Regions from separate parts of the Mus musculus genome. Here region 1 is linked to region 2. The links are chromatin contacts, called in public promoter capture Hi-C maps. All regions are on one chromosome and are shown on one strand. Each heading gives the region's core, a stretch centred on a gene start, on an enhancer-like site or on the middle of the called end of the contact. The rest is flanking DNA. Distances are from core to core; before and after follow the strand shown. Region 1 holds the start of Naip5 (NLR family, apoptosis inhibitory protein 5). Region 2 holds the start of Naip2 (NLR family, apoptosis inhibitory protein 2).

Region 1 (5,140 bases), core at 1,260-3,759, 45 kb before region 2:
ATACAAATTGGAAAGGAAGAAGTCAAAATATCACTATTTGCAGATGATATCATAGTATATATAAGTGACCCTAAAAATTGCACCAGAGAATTCCTAAACCTGATAAACAGCTTCAGTGAAGGAGCTGGATATAAAATTAACTCAAATAAATCAGTGGCCTTTCTCTACACAAAGGATAAACAGGCTGAGAAAGAAATTGGGGAAACAACACCCTTCTCAACAGTCACAAATAACATAAAATACTTTGGTGTGACTCTAACTAAGGAAGTGAAAGTTCTGTATGATAAGAACTTCATGTCTCTGAAGAAAGAAATTAAAGAAGATCTCAGAAGATGGAAAGAACTCCCATGCTCATGAATTGGCAGGATTAATATAGTCAAAATGGCTATCCTGCTGAAAGCAATCTACAGATTCAATGCAATCCCCATCAAAATTCCAACTCAATTCTTCACTGAGTTAGAAAGGGCAATTTTCAAATTCATCTGGAATGATTAAAAAACCTAGGATGGCAAAAACTATTCTCAACAATTAAAGAACCTCTGGTGGAATCACCATCCCTGACCAGAGCAATTGTGATAAAAAAAAATGCATGGTACTGGTACAGTGACAGACAGGTAGAACAATGGAATAGAATTGAAGACCCAGAAATGAATACATACACCTATGGTCACTTGATCTTTGACAAGGGACTAAAACCATCCAGTGGGAAAAAGACAGCATTTTCAACAAATGGTGCTGGCACAACTGGCGGTTATCATGTAGAAGAATGTGAATTGATGCATTCTTATCTCCTTGTACAAAGCTAAAGTCTAAGTGGATCAAAGAACTCCACATAAAACCAGAGACACTGAAATTTATAGAGGAGAAAGTGGGGGAAAGCCTCGAAGATATGGGCACCGGGGGAAAATTCCTGAATAGAACAGCAATGGACTGTGCTGTAAGATCAAGAATTGACAAATGGGACCTCATGAAATTGCAAAACTGTAAGGCAAAAGACACTGTCAATAAGACAAAAAGGCCACAAACAGATTGGGAAAGGATTTTTACCAATCATAAATCGGATAGGGGACTAATATCCAATATATACAAAGAGCTCAAGAAGCTGGACTCCAGAAATTCAAATAACCCCATTAAAAATGGGGTACAGAACTAAACAATGAATTCTCAAGTGAGGAATACCGAAGGCCTGAGAAGCACCTGAAAAAAATGTTCAACATCCTTAATCATCAGGGAAATGCAAATCAAAACAACCTTGAGATTACAACTCACTCCAGTCAGAATGGCTAAGATCAAAAATTCATGTGACAACAGATGCTGACAAGGATGTGGAGAAAGAGGAACACTCCTCCACTGCTGGTGGGATTGCAAGCTTGTTCAACCACTCTGGAAATCAGTCTAGCAGTTCCTCAGAAAATTGGACATAGTACTACCAGAAGATCCAGCAATACCTCTCCTGGGCATAGACCCAGAAGATGTTCCAACTGGTAATAAGGACACAGGCTCCACTATGTTCATAGCAGTCTTATTTATAATAGCCAGAAGCTGGAAAGAACCCAGCTGTCCCTCAACAGAGGAATGGATACAAAAAAATGTGGTACATTTACACAACAGAGTGCTACTCAGCTATTAAAAACAACGAATTTATGAAATTCTTGGGCAAATGGATGTATCTGGAGGATATCCTCCTTAGTGAGGTAACGCAATCACAAAAGAAGTCACTTGATATGCACTCACTGTTAAGTGGATATTAGCCCAGAAACTTAGAAAACTGAAGATACAATTTGCAAAACACAAGAAAATCAAGAAGAACGAAGACCAAAGTGTGGAAACTTCATTCCTCCTTATAATAGGGAACAAAACAACCAGGGAAGAAGTTACAGAGACAAAGTTTGGAGCTAGGACAAAAGGATGGACCATCCAGAGACTACTCCACCAGGGGATCCATCCCATAATCAGCCTCCAAACCCAGACAGCCATATGCCAGGAAGATTTTGCTGAAAGGACCCTGTAATAGCTATCTCCAGTGAGGCTATGCCAGTGTCTGGCAAATACAGAAGTGGATGCTCACAGTCATCTATAGAATGGAACACAGGGCCCCCAAAGGAGGAGCTAGAGAAATTACCCAAGGAGCTGAAGGGGTCTGCAACCCTAGAGGTGGAACAACAATATGAACTAACCAGTACCCCCAGAGCTTGTGTCTCTAGCTGCATATGTAACAGAAGATGGCCTAGTCAGCCATCATTGGGAAGAGAGGCCCCTAGGTCTTGCAAACTTTATATGCCCCAGTACAGGGGAACTCCAGGGACAAGAGGTGGGAGTGGGTGGGTAGGGGAGCAGGGCAGGGGGGGGGGTATAGGGAACTTTTGGGATAGCATTTGAAATGTAAATAAGGAAAATATCTAATAATAATAATAAAAAGAGTTTGGATCCTTTAAGAGGCGGGGCATGGTGAAGGGAGTGGACCACTGGAGACTCTATAGCCTGGTGCCACTTCCTATTTGCTTTCACTGCCCCCTTGCTGCTGATGCTCTGTGACCAGCTGGCTTCCTGATCCTGCCAAGCCTTCCATGCCACCTTGAGATACAGATCTTCAGAGTGTAAGCCAGAATAAGCCTTCTCTTCTGTGAACTGCTTTTGTCAGGGTTATTTTATCCCAGCAACAGAAAAGGTAACTCCAGGCTGTGCGAGGGGAAATGAAAGTAACTAAGCCTAGCCTTAGTCTGTCAAGGCAGGGCCAGCCCCTTCTCTACAGGGAAGGAGCAGGAAGCTAGCGTTGGGTAACTGTGTCTATAGATAAGAACATGACCTTTGTCTCACAATTACAAAGGAGACTGTAAGTGTGTATGTCAGGGACGGCAGGGATGCATCAGGACACAAGGGTAGAAATAACTAGTCAAAGCGCTGAGGAGCCTGGGGGTTGACAGAACTCCAGGCAACCATTGCTGGGAGGGGTTGTACAGTCATGAGAACTCTTTACTGTGCATTGGTGGCATCAAATGTGTCAGCACTGCAAGATGGAACCCTCCTCTAGGTGTTATATGAAAGAGTATGCTTTGTTTGAAAGTCTCATTTTAGTTAGGTATGGCACATACCTGCTAATCCCAGAACCTGGAGGGCAGAAACAGGAATTGTTTCCATCAGATTGATTGGGTGTATGCAGTAACAGGGGTGGCGGTGGGGGTGCGGTGACATTTTTCTTGGTTGGAAATTGATGAGAGAGGGCAGTGGTGCGACCCCTGGGCTAAGTGTGGCATCCTGGCACAAACCTTTAATCCCAGCATTCCGGAGGCAGAGGCAGGAAAATCTCTGAATTTGATGCCTCCCTGATCTACAGAATGAGTTCCAGGATAGCCAGGGCCACACAGAGAAAGCTTGCCTTGAAAACCAAAATAAATAGATAATTAAAACCAGAAAGAAAGCAAGGTAAGAAACCACAGAGAGTAAGCCTGTGAGCAGCATCCTTCCACAATCTCTGCACTAGCTCTTGCCTCCAGTTCTTCCAGCCTTGACTTCCCTTGCAGATGAACCACGCTTGGGAGGAGAAATAAACCCCACCCCCTGTGAAGCTTTGGTCATTGTGCTCATCATAAGAACATGAGAGCTGCCTCGAACACCCAACAACTGCTCACCTTTCCCCTTTAGAAAATGGCTGAGCATGGGGAGTCCTCCGAGGATCGGATTTCTGAGATTGATTATGAATTTCTCCCCGAGCTCTCTGCTCTTCTCGGGGTGGATGCATTTCAGGTGGCAAAGAGCCAAGAAGAAGAAGAGCATAAAGAACGGATGAAAATGAAGAAAGGTTTTAACTCACAGATGCGCAGTGAAGCCAAACGACTAAAGACCTTTGAGACCTATGACACGTTCAGATCATGGACGCCACAGGAGATGGCAGCTGCTGGGTTTTACCACACAGGGGTGAGACTTGGCGTTCAGTGCTTTTGCTGTAGCTTGATCCTCTTTGGTAACAGCCTCAGGAAGCTTCCCATAGAGAGACACAAGAAATTACGTCCGGAATGTGAGTTCCTTCAGGGCAAAGATGTTGGTAACATTGGCAAGTATGACATCCGGGTGAAGAGGCCAGAGAAGATGCTGAGAGGTGGCAAAGCCAGGTACCATGAAGAGGAGGCCAGACTGGAGTCCTTTGAGGACTGGCCATTTTATGCCCATGGGACATCACCACGTGTACTCTCAGCAGCTGGCTTTGTCTTTACAGGTAAGTGGATTCCATTTTGTGAGGCATTTCTGAGGTATTTAAAGTTTAGGTTCCATTTTGTGAGCAATATTTTGTAAATGAGCATTCACTGATGAAGAGTGTTATATTAGACATAAGATGTAGTTCATTAAATTTTAAGTGTAACAATTTTCCTTCTGCTTTAATATATATTTAGTGTAGCATTATTGGTTTGCTATATATCTATACATATACACACACATGCAGCCATGTATTTGCCTGTGTATTAAAGTAAAATGTAACTTTTCTTCAAATATAGACCTTAAATGTACCAGCAGTGGGCTGAGGGTATGGCTGAGTGCTACATAGCCCCTACATAGAACAGGCATGCTGGAGTCTGTCTTGTTCTGATGCAGTATAGCCAGCTCCAATACACAGCTGGTGCCATTGCCCGCCAGTCACACCCTTTCCTGCATCTGTAGGTAAAAGGGACACTGTGCAGTGTTTCTCCTGTGGCGGAAGCTTGGGCAACTGGGAAGAAGGAGATGACCCCTGGAAGGAGCATGCCAAGTGGTTCCCCAAGTGAGCTTCAACTGCTTTATTCTTAAAGTGTCCCACTTAAATGCTTTAAATGATTTATGCTACATGTGCACACAAAAGCATGCACTCGAGCGTGTGTGTGTGTGTGTGTGTGTGTGTGTGTGTGAGTGAGTGTGTGTGTGTGTGTGTGTGTGTGTGTGAGTGTGTGTGTGTACCACAGATCCCAAAAGAGGGCATCAGAGCTCCCGCATATGGGGTTACAGATGCTTGTGAACTGTTATGTGGGTTTTTAGAACCCACCTCAGTTCCTGTGGAAGAACAGCTGCTATTGCTCTAAACCACAGGAGTCACCACTCCAACTTTAGCCAATTTCATGGTTTTGGTTTGTTTGTTTGTTTGCTTGTTTGTTTAATTTTATGTTCATTGGTG
Region 2 (4,878 bases), core at 1,195-3,694:
ACACGAAAGAAGGATGTTTTTTGCTTTAATCCTGCTTCCCCTCACTTTTACTGGAAAAAAAAAGTTCCATCTATCCTGTTGCTGAGGCATTCCTTCACTAGTACTAGAACTTTCTTCTTGGGGATTCCAGTGTAGACTGATGAGCAGCTGAGGCTTCCAGCCTTGTAGACTGAACCAGATTATTGGCCTTTGTGAGAAGGAACAGTTATTGTTGAACTAGATGAACTGATCAACAGCCTGTAAGCCACTAAATTGAGTGTGAGTGTGTGTGTGTGTGTGTGTGTGTGTGTGAACTATTAGTTCTGTTACCTTAGAGAACCCCAACTAATGCACTTACTCTCAGCACATTGATGAGTTACACATCTCAACATCAACTGCTACTGGCTGCAAAAAGAAGTTTCTCTAACTAAGGTTGGAGGAGCCTGGGTCTACAAGTATAAACAGAAATATTTAAAAAGACCTTAAACAACATAGCCAGCCAGCAAAAGAGCAATAGTGGTGTGTAAAGGGTGGTCCTGATTCTTTGATCAGGAATCTGTATTTACTGGGGCTGAAGGTCCTTGCTCCTAATTGGATTTTGGTCTATCAATAGAGATGCCAGTAGCCAATAGCTGATGACAGGGAAAGACACAGAATTGCAAGGGAAGGATGGAGAGAGAATCAGGAGGAGGAGAAGGGGGCACAGTAGTGGAGGACGTAAAGCCAACCAGCAATGTGAGTTTCCTCTGGCCACTTCCCTGACTGGGCCTGGGGTAGTAGAGAAAAAATTAAGAGTGCCCAGTCATTGTGTTATCCAAGGCATTTCAAGATTAACTGATTAACTGGTGTGAGTGACTGTGTGTGTGTGTGTGTGTGTGTGTGTGTGTGTGTGTGTGTGTGTGCATGTGTGTTCTATTTGTGCTACAGTGGGTCTACTCTAGGGTCTATGACCTACCTCCCCAGCCATGAACTTTGGACAAGGATTACAAAACCAGGCAGGAAATTCCCTTCAGTAGACTGCCCTCAAATGTAATCAGAATGAGGTTTGCTATGTCATCGAAGACATGGCATTATTGCACAAGAAGAAATCCTTGGCCTAGTGGAATAGTGGTGATATAGCAAGCAGAGACCAGCACTGAGAAGATCATTGATGCCCTCCTCACAACTTCCTGCAGTCTGCATAGCATCTTCTGGCACTGTAAAAGCTAGGATGTTTCCTAGTCAGTTTGAGACTGATTCACTTATGCCCTGCAACAAAAATATTTATATATAGTCTTACTCAAGGGGCTTTATAGTTGTTACTCCTTTTTCCCAGCAAGCTCTCCCTTCTGTTCTAGTCAGAGTTCTCTAAAGGAATAGAACTGATAGGCTATACAGATGTAGGTCTACATTTAAAGATAGATAGATAGACAGACAGACAGACAGACAGTAGATAGATAGATAGATAGATAGATAGATAGATAGATAGATAGATAGATATGGATATATAACCAAATACATGGGATTTATGAGACTGACATACAGGATATAGTCTGGATAGTCTAACAATGGCTATGTGAGACATATTGTCCTATGATGTGTGTGACAGTCATTGTTAGAATGGCTGAGAATTGGTAGTTAGTTGTTTAGTCTACAAGACTGGATGTCTCAGCAGTCTCAACTTGGCACTGGAGTCCTAGAGGATTCCTGAAAAGCTGCTGGTTTCAGTCTACCTTTTAATCATGCAGGAGATGGTTCTAATACCAATGAAGAAGTGCCACAGCAACAAGATAGATGAACTTGCCCAGTGATAGTGAGGGCACACCAATGTCCTTCTTCTGTGTCTTTTTATCTGGGCAGCTACCAGAGAGTACTCCCTACTGTTAGAATGAGTCTTCCTCCTTCAAGTAACCTGATCAACAAAACTACTCTCAGAAATGCCCAGAGTTTGAATTCTATTTGATTGAAAGTGTAGTAAGGTTGAAAACCAAGATTAGCCATCTCACGATGATTTGAGAGTTCTATAAAGGATCAAAGGATCAGGTGTTGAAATGGAATACCCATTGTACTATTCTAGGAGTGGAAACTTGATTGTTTTCGAGGTGGGATCTATGTAAGCTGATTAGAATAAATCATTGAGGTGAAGATCCCATTGGATCCTGGTGAGTTCCTAAGATAGATCAAAAACAGTCCCTGTTCATAGACACATGGTAAATAAAATAATTTTAGAAAATTAAAAACAAAAGTTGACAGGAAAGAGAGGGTGGAAGGAGGGTGTTCAGATGCAGATGTTAGTAGAAGACACTGTGTCTGGGCCTACACTGTGGTCTGAATGTGAAATACCCACACAGGCAGCTCATGGTTTGAGAATTTGGTTTCCAGCTGGTGACACTGCTGGGTAAGAGTTTGGATCCTTTAAGAGGTGGAGCATGGTGGAGGGTGTGGGCCACTGGAGACTCTATAGCCTGGTGCCACTTCCTGTTCATTTTCTCTGCCCCCTTGCTGCTGATGCACTGTGACCAGCTGGCTTCCTGCTCCTGCCAAGCCTTCTGTGCCACCTTGAGATACAGATCTTCATACTGTAAGCCAGAATAAGCCTTCTTTTCTGTGAACTGCTTTTGTCAGGGTTATTTTATCCCAGCAACAGAAAAGGTAACTCCAGGCTGTGCGAGGGGAAATGAAAGTAACTAAGCCTAGCCTTAGTCTGTCAAGGCAGGGCCAGCTCCTCTCTACAGGGAAGGAGCAGGAAGCTAGCGTTGGGTAACTGTGTCTATAGATAAGAACATGACCTTTGTCTCTTAATTGCTAAGGAAACGATGTGTGTGTGTGTGTGTGTGTGTGTGTGTGTGTGTGTGTGTGTGTGTGTGTGTGTGTTTGGAGAGAGAGAGAGAGAGAAAGAGAGAGAGATCATGAGACAACTGTAAATATAACTAGTCAAAGACTTGAGGATTGATAGAACTCCAGGCGACCAATGCTGGTCATTTTAATACTTATGACAAGGAGGGGTTTTGTTTTTGTTTTTGTTTTTACCTTGTTAGGGATAGTCATATGTGGTATCTATTTCACTAAGGAAACTCCTCCTGGATATTATCTGATGAAAGAGTGTGCCTTGTCTTAAAAGATTCAACTTGACCAGGTATGGTGGCACATGCTTATAGTCCAACACTTAAAAAGCTGAGGCAGAATGGTGCCAACTTAGAGGCTGCCAAACACTATAAATCAAGGCCCTGACCCGCAGCTTTCACAAAAATGTAGTAGCTAGGAAAATTCCAAATTGAATGAGGTTGATAAAGCATGATGTGAAAGATTTAACTCTACCTAGAAGCAGATTTGATATTCCTTTGAGAGTGTTGAAGTGGGTGGATTGGCCATATGCTTATATGAAGGTGTTCTTCATTTTGTTATATTTCATTATTTGATAACTTCATATCTGAGTACTCTGTTTACATTATTTCAACCCACCCCTCTCCCATCCCACCAAACTGCCTCTCAAATTCCAGAGCCTTTCTTTAATTATCTCACACACACACACACACACACACACACACACACACACACACACACACACACTTACTGAGTCCATCTACTGTTGCTCATATGTGTATGTGTTTGGGGCTGAGCACTTGTGATTAGATAACACTTTAAGGGCTTGTCCCTGATGAAGAATAATTCTCCTCCCAGCAGCCTACACTTCTTCTTACAGAGATGAGGCCCTGTGACATTTTCCCTGTCCACACTGGCATGTCATACAGGTGTCCTTCTCCAGGTCTTGTTTACCCAGCCATATTGTTGAGCTACCATGGGTGCATGGGTGCAGCTTCCCTGTCCTGTAAGGATGATGTTGGCTATGAGTTTGTCATCCACAGGCTTTATTACGTTGAAGTGTGTTCCCTCCAGTCTTTCTCTCTCTAGGACTTTCATCATAAATCCATGTTGAATTTTGTCAAAGGCCTTTTTTGCATCTCTCATGATAGATGGTTATGCAATGTTTGTCAGTGATTTATATTACATTTGTTAACATACAAGTGTAGAGCCATCCCTGCATCTCTGGGGTAAAAGCCAATTTGATTGTATCGGAGGAAATCTTTGATATGTGCTGTTATTTGGTTTGTGAGTATCTTATTGAGAACGTTTGCATCTGTGCTCATGAGATGTGTTGCTGTGTCTCCATGTCGTTTTGGTGCCAAAGAAATACCAATCGAAGAGGATTGAAAGTGTCTCTATGCTTTGAATAATTTGAAAGTAATGGTTGGAGTTCTTTGAAAGTACAGTAGAATTCTTCTGTGAATCTATCTGGAGCTGGGCTCTGTTTACACAGAAGGATTTTTATTATTATTTGATCTCCTTATTTATTATGGGTTTCTTTGGGTTATTGATCTCTTCTTGGCCTAACTTTGAGAGTTTGAATCTAGAAATCTTCCCATTTCCTTTAGATTTTCCAAGTTACTGTGGCATAAGTTTTCAAAGCATTCACTTATGATGCTCTGAATTTTTTGATGCCTGTTTTAGTGTTTCTCTGTTCATCTCTAATTTTATTAATTTGTGTCTCTTCTCCTGTTCTTTTGGTGGATTGAGACAAAGAACTGTCAATCTTGTTCATCTTCTCAAAAAAGTAGATCTTAGATTTAGTGATTCTTTGTTTCTATTTCGTTAACTCATGCTCTAGTTCTTATTATTTCTTCTGTCTCTGGTTTGGGCCTGGTTTGCTCTTGTTTTTCCAAATTTCTTATTTGTACCATTAAGCCATTTATTTGTACTCTTTATGATTTCTTAATGTAGGCCCTTAGTGCTATACATTTTTCTTTTAAAATTTCTCTTAATATGTCCAAGAAGTTTTATTGTGTTGTCCTTTCATTTTCATTTAATTACAGTATTTTCTTTCATTCTTGATTTTTTTCTTGACCTATTTATCACTCAATG

The links. Capture Hi-C pulls out chosen DNA fragments and counts their contacts.
Region 1: a contact with region 2 is called in a promoter capture Hi-C map of adipose tissue. The contact joins the promoter of Naip5 here to the promoter of Naip2 in region 2. A contact is called at or near these places in 1 of 484 Hi-C or Micro-C datasets (nephron progenitors), 1 of 115 datasets of contacts at active chromatin or transcription factors (bone marrow-derived macrophages) and 3 of 9 other capture datasets (adipose tissue, liver and pancreatic islet).

What each region holds. Positions count from the first base shown.
Region 1 is chr13:100,244,705-100,249,844 of GRCm38.p6, reverse strand. Naip5 (NLR family, apoptosis inhibitory protein 5) reads left to right here and starts at 2,509. Exons shown (of 15, transcript NM_010870.2): 1 at 2,509-2,597; 2 at 3,522-4,213; 3 at 4,654-4,753. The coding sequence starts at 3,646.
Region 2 is chr13:100,199,688-100,204,565 of GRCm38.p6, reverse strand. Naip2 (NLR family, apoptosis inhibitory protein 2) reads left to right here and starts at 2,444. Exons shown (of 16, transcript NM_001126182.2): 1 at 2,444-2,539.